Regions from separate parts of the Xenopus laevis genome. Here region 2 is linked to region 1. A link is a contact called in public Hi-C data. All regions are on one chromosome and are shown on one strand. Each heading gives the region's core, a stretch centred on a gene start, on an enhancer-like site or on the middle of the called end of the contact. The rest is flanking DNA. Distances are from core to core; before and after follow the strand shown.

Evidence for each region. Hi-C and Micro-C count contacts between places; a contact is called where the count stands out from the background.
Region 2: a contact with region 1 is called in a Hi-C map of the XTC cell line, with 2.5 times the contacts expected there. The contact joins the promoter of dop1b.L here to the enhancer-like site in region 1. A contact is called at or near these places in 2 of 4 Hi-C or Micro-C datasets (the XL177 cell line and the XTC cell line).

Annotation. Positions count from the first base shown.
Region 1 is chr2L:12,640,019-12,643,225 of Xenopus_laevis_v10.1, reverse strand. dop1b.L (protein dopey-2-like) reads left to right here. Exons shown (of 37, transcript XM_041581554.1): 19 at 1,262-2,837. Among protein-coding and RNA genes, the nearest start is that of LOC108707864, 40 kb to the right of the region's middle. Within about 2 kb of position 1,780, at least 1 of the 7 cell types and tissues checked has an H3K27ac peak or open chromatin away from gene starts, as enhancers often do.
Region 2 is chr2L:12,688,020-12,691,226 of Xenopus_laevis_v10.1, reverse strand. It overlaps dop1b.L (protein dopey-2-like), which reads left to right and starts at 1,577. Exons shown (of 37, transcript XM_041581554.1): 1 at 1,577-1,794.

The DNA of each region.
Region 1 (3,207 bases), core at 531-3,030:
GAAATTCTCCCTTCATGTACTGCTGTGGATTGATGGCCCCTAACTGCTCTGCAGGGAAACAATCATACTTATGAACAGCAGGGGGAGCCCCCACCTTACTGTAGAGATTTGTATTGGATTTTATTTACTTTACTGTTTCCAACTCCAGCTGCAGGGACAAAGATCATGGAGCCAGATTTAAACAGATAAACTGGGATTCTATTTGGAGGATTATTTTGCTGCAGCCACTGGTTCTGGAGAGTTGGAGAAAGTTTGTATTAAACAATACAAAAACTACTAACACAGGACCCAGTGCAGTCTGCATATTCTGATTATTAATCAGTCGTTCTGTATCGGCTTCTGGCAGATATTATTTGACTTGTGCTGTTTTGATAATTTATGACGATCCCTAAGCAGCCCAGACCATACTGAGCATGTGCACAGTCCTGGTCTTGCAAAGATGTTTAACAAAGTTACAAGATGGTGACCCCCTGTAACCAACTTTGAAAGCATAAATCATGTGATTGATTAGACTTGTAGTGCAATAAGTTCATGTTTATGTTAAGTATACAAAATACAGCATTTCTAGCCTTATTCTATTTTAGATTTTACTTGCCCTTTAAATTAGAATGTGTGGGTTTTGAAAAAAAAATTCTAATTTACCATTTGAACCTTAGTAAATCTGCCCCTTAGAGATCACTTCATTAGTAGAATAAAGTAGTTATTCTAGAATGAGAAGTTAATGGGTTTTCTATGGAATGTGCAAGCAGCAAGGCCATTTGTTGTTTTTTTGAGACCTATTGCTCACGGTGCACTTTGTCTCCCTCAAGTTGCATCTGTCTGTGTATGCAGCACTGTCCTGCATTTGTGTATGGGCACTGTCCTTGCTGCAGGTAAGTGGGATCCGGGTGTTATTTGGCAGGTCCCTTCATATGTGTACAAAAGCAGAGCCCCCACGGTACACAAAGCACTCTAGAAGCATGTACTTGGCACCTGGAATGTGCTCTGCATTAGAAGCAAGCATTATGTGCATATTGTGCTGAGTACCCCTATCCGGGCCATTTAAACAAACTAAAAATGCAACACAATCTGCTAACATCAGTAGATAATTCCAAGGTCGTCAATATACTGCACCTAATCTGTGATATTAAATCCACTTTCCTGCCTCTCTAATGATATGTTTAAAGGGACATTAAATTAAAAAATATTATCTTGTCATGTGTTGCTTATTTGCCATTAGTAACTTAGAAACAAAATGTAACTTTCCTTTATTTTCTTTCAGAAGAGTTCCACTACTGGTGTCGGAAGAAAAGAACCTCATTGAAAGACTCCGCAGGATTTCGTGACTCTCCTTTAAGCAGTTCTGAGGAAAATTTACCCCAGATTAACACCGTGGACAGAGATGCCCTTTGGGCTGAAGTTGAGAAGGATCCAGAGAAAATAAAGATTGAGTTGACTGAGAACCGTACAGCAGATTTTAGGGATGCTCCGTATATTTTAGAGCAGGATGACAGTGAACATACAGAATCAGCAGATACCAGCACTGGGCATAATGGCAGTGATAACACTTCATCCTTCTCTCCAAGCTCCCTGGACCTCAGCAGTGATCAGAACTGTAGAGACAACACAGCAGGGCAAGCTATTCTTAAGAACACAGGCCAACAAAACATGGACATGCCCAGACAAAATGCATTATTAAGTCTTGTCCGCACAGAATCAGATGTAACACAGACCTCTGAATCCCTCTCTAGTGATGATGAAGCTGATGTGGAGCTTCAGGCAATCAAAAGCTCTCAGATTCTAAAGCAACAAAAGGAGAAGGAGGAGATGATTGAAGCTCTGTTCAAACACATTCTTTTGTACCTACAACCCTATGATTCTAAGAGGGTATTGTATGCTTTTACTGTGTTGGAAGCCATTCTAAAAACCAACCCCAAAGAGTTTATTGAGTCCGTAGCTACGACCACCATGGACACTAGCTCCACTGCACATCTCAACTTAATCTACAACCTACTTGCCAGGCACCAGGAGGCCCTAGTTGGACAGAGCTTTTACGGCAAACTTCAAACCCAGTCCCCACTGATGTGCCCTCATTCTTTGTTGATAGAACTTCTGACTTACCTCTGCTTGAGTTTCTTACGTTCCTATTATCCATGTTATTTGAAGGTCAGCCACAAAGATGTGCTTGGAAACAGAGATGTGCAAGTGAAAAGTGTTGAAGTTTTGATCAGAATAATGTCTCAGCTGGTCAGCACTGCTAAATCCTCAGAGGGGAAGAAAGCTGAGTTCATACACTGTTTGCTGGAAAGATGCAAAGTGCAAGAATTTGTGCTATTGTCTTTGTCTGCTTCTATGTACACAAGCCAGAAAAAGTACGAGCTGATGTCAGCTAGTGGGAACAGAGACAAGGAAGAAGGCTTTTTTGAGGAAGGAATAATTAATTTTGGTCAAGACCAGATATGGAGTGAGCACCCTCTTCAGATTGAGCTTCTGAAGCTTCTGCAGGTGCTGATTGTGTTAGAGCATCATCTGCGGCAGTTACAAGACGATCAGGATGCACAAGGAGACCTCACTAAGGAATGGCAACGGGGCATCAACTTCCAGCAGTCTATTAACGCCATGCAATATGTGCAGACCCATAGCATAACCTCCCAGGGTTTGTTTGTCTCGGCTGTTGTAAAAGCTCTGCGCCCAGATTATGGCTATGGAATGCATCCCCAGTGGGTTGCTTTGGTCACCTCTTCTTTGCCCTTTTTTGGGAAATCGTTGGGATTAACAGTTGCTCCATTTGTCGTGCAAATCTGTAAAAACCTGGATGAACTTGTAAAGCAGTATGAAAATGAGGCTTTTAAGATTAGGTAAATTTCATTTTAATGTGAAATTTGTTTTAATGTGAAAATATAGGATTATAAAATGTTGAAAAACCCTGAATGTACTGCGAGGGATAAAAGAGTGAAACATGCATAACCTCCAACATTTTAAAGGACACCATAATTTGCTCTAATCTTTATGTATGTATAACTTTATTTGCAAAGTACTGTTAAGAAAAGTACTATATATATATATATATATATATATATATATATATATATATATATATATATATATATATATATATATATATATATATATATATATATATATATAAATAAAGGTTGGAAGGATCAGCACACTCCATTTTGCGATGAAAAAAGTGTTTTTTATTATTAAACACACATAACTCCAACG
Region 2 (3,207 bases), core at 328-2,827, 48 kb before region 1:
CTTGCTGATTAATCATTCATTGATGATTCAGCAAGTCCAGTTGCTCTAGATTTACTTCTAGATATAGCAAAGTATTGTGCATTAGCCATACCTAAGCAGCAAGAGATGGAAATGTGAGGGGGCATCAGGAGTGGTTGTGTTTTTATTCACATTACAGAGTTACACATTTAAGTTGGGTTGAAAAATGACCAAATCCACCAAGTTCAACCCCTCCAAATGAATCCCAGTATCTATACACACACACTCACACTGACCCCTCCCTACACTCACATAAACTATATATACCCATACCTATACTAACTATAGAGTTTAGTATCACAATAGCCTTTGATATTATGTCTGTCCAAGAAATCATGCAAGTCATTCTTAAAGGCATTAACTGAATCAGCATCACAACATCACCCGGCAGTGCATTCCACAACCTCACTGTCCTGACTGTGAAGAACCCCCTACGTTGCTTCAAATGAAAGTTCTTTTCTTCTAGTCTGAAGGGGAGGCCTCTGGTACGGTGATCCTCAACAGTGAACCTCATTTTCCAGGCAAATAATCAATATTTTCCTTTCCCAAATGTATGGGAAATATGCAATTCTGCCCATCAAAACAAACAGCCTTAGAGTGTAGTGTATGGCATGAAGGTGTTAGGATGGAGCTGTAATGGCTGAAGAGTGTGTATAGTAAGTGTGCAGAGAAAGGAGAGATGTTGTGACATTATCTAAGCTGTAGTTCAACTTTGTCTCCCGCACACCCTTTGCTAATTAATGAAACGATATCTGGTGCAGATAGGTAGAGGATTGGTCGCCTCACAAACAGTCTCGCAGAAAGCATCCCAAGACACAAAGGATAAATACAAGCAAGCTGCCTTGCGTGTTAATTGCAAGCTTGAGAAAGGGGCGTGACCCCGAAACATTGCACTTCTCAATAAACACGCAAGGCAGCTTGCTTGTATTTATCCTGTGTGTCTTGAGATTCTTTCTGCTATATTATCTAAGCTGCCCACTTCCATCTGTTGCGGTGCAATAACTTCCACTATTCTCTGGCAATTATTATTATTATAACATAATTATTATTATTATAATTATTAGTATTATAACATTGACTATTATTGGTATTGATAATAATAATAATTATTATTATAACATTGACTATTATTGTTATTATTATTATTAATAATAATAATAATAATAATAATAATGGTAATAATAATAATAGCATTGACTATTATAGTTAATAAGAATAATGATAATAATACTAATAATAACACTAATAATAATAATCATAATAGTAATAATAGGGACGATTTACTGATTTATTATGAGAATGACAGGCTGCTTCATAATAATAATAACAATAATAATCATGATACAAGGGATAGAAGTCAGGCAGCCAATGGGCTTTCTGGAGAGAGAAATGTTGGGTGTGTGACATCACCAGTTGCAGAACAAGCCCAACCAGGCAGCCTGCTGGGACTGTACCATGTGCCTAATGTGGGGGGGGGTAACGATGTAATTTATTCTCAGGAGTTTTGCGAATAAAGGTCTTTTTTATTGCGTGTAAATACCTCTCATTGTCTTGTATTAACACTATAGAGGTAAGGTACTAGGAAGAAGGATAGAAAGAACCATCTGTCTTTGCCCGGTATTACAGCAGGTCTGCCCCCCTACTCCTCAAGTGGTAGGTGCCGGCCTCTTGCTGACAAGCTGGTTGTAGTGAGGGCAGCCGGACAGTGGGAATGTGTCAGTGCGGGTAGGAGGCTGCTGCTGCCGCCAGAGACTGGGCTGGGACGCGGCTGAGCGGGTGAGTAGTACACTGACTGCGGCTTGTTGCGATTCTGTCGCTAATGGACTGCGTGGCCAAAATCACCCCTTTAAAAACTGGAGACACCCACAATATACACACAGGGGCTTATTCACCAAGAGCAAGTTAAACCTATAATCTCTGCTTCTTAATCCTGGCGTTGATACAGATCCCTCCCTCCCTCTATACTATTATTTTGGATTATAAAATGAAGAATGCCGGGAGTTGTAGTCCAGCAACATATTAACAATTAAAGGTCTTTGTAAAAGGACCTTAGATTGTAAGCTCTGTGGGGCAGTGGGAATGATACTGCCCAATGTGTTGCTACTGTATTAGTAAAGGGTAAATAATCCCCTTTTGTGGAGGGCTGTGATTGGTTGAGGAATGATTGTCCTGCTAAATTCATAGCTGGGTGTCAGTGTGGGGAATGATGCAGGTTGGCAAAAGCAGTGCTTGGGCATAGTGTTTTGTATAGATATAGTTCAACTACAACTTTCAACTCTACGCAGGATAGCCTGACACCTTTCATTAGGGTCTGTCACTCCAGGGGCCATGAGAAAATACATTTATTTCCGTGATTATGCATTGGACCTAAATGTCCTCCCAGTACAGGAGCCCAGATGGCCACCCTGTTAGTGTAATACACACACTTGGCATTGTCATTGCATGCTGTAACCCCTTGATACACTAGGGCCCCTGTGCTATGTAATTGATCACTAGTTAGAAGTCACTGCAGAATGCCCATGTCCAGTCGGTGCCCTTTAAGCACCTTTTGGCAGATGACACACACCCCCCTCGTGTTTTTATACAGGTCATGGAACTCCGAGATAACTTCTAATATCCTCATATTTTGCAACTGGGGGTACTTTATTTATTATAATACACAAGTTTCAGTGAGTCATGTGACAGAAATGACATCAGAACTCACCATTATATCCTTATAAACAGTGCTTAGTGATGTCACCAGTTATAATCGGAGCCACATGACTCACTGAAGCTTGCGTAATATAATAAATAGTGTCCACCCTGTAGCAAAATATGAGGATGTTAGAAGTTCCATGACCTGGCCTTCGACCTCGTGATTTTATATGGTCATAGAACTCCTCGGTAACATAATATCCTTATATTTTACAATAAGGGTACTTTATTCACTATATATGTGTTTGTGTATGTACCATATATGCAGATATTGGACCTGTTATCCAGAATGCATGGACCTGGGATTTTCTGGATAAAAGGTCTTTCCATAATTTGGATCTCCATACCTTAAAGGGATCCTGTCATCGGAAAACATGTTTTTTTTCAAAATGAATCAGTTAATAGTGCTGCTCCAGCAGAATTCTGCACTGAAATCCATTTCTCAAAAGAGCAAACAGATTTTTTTATATTCAATTTTGAAATCTGACATGGGGC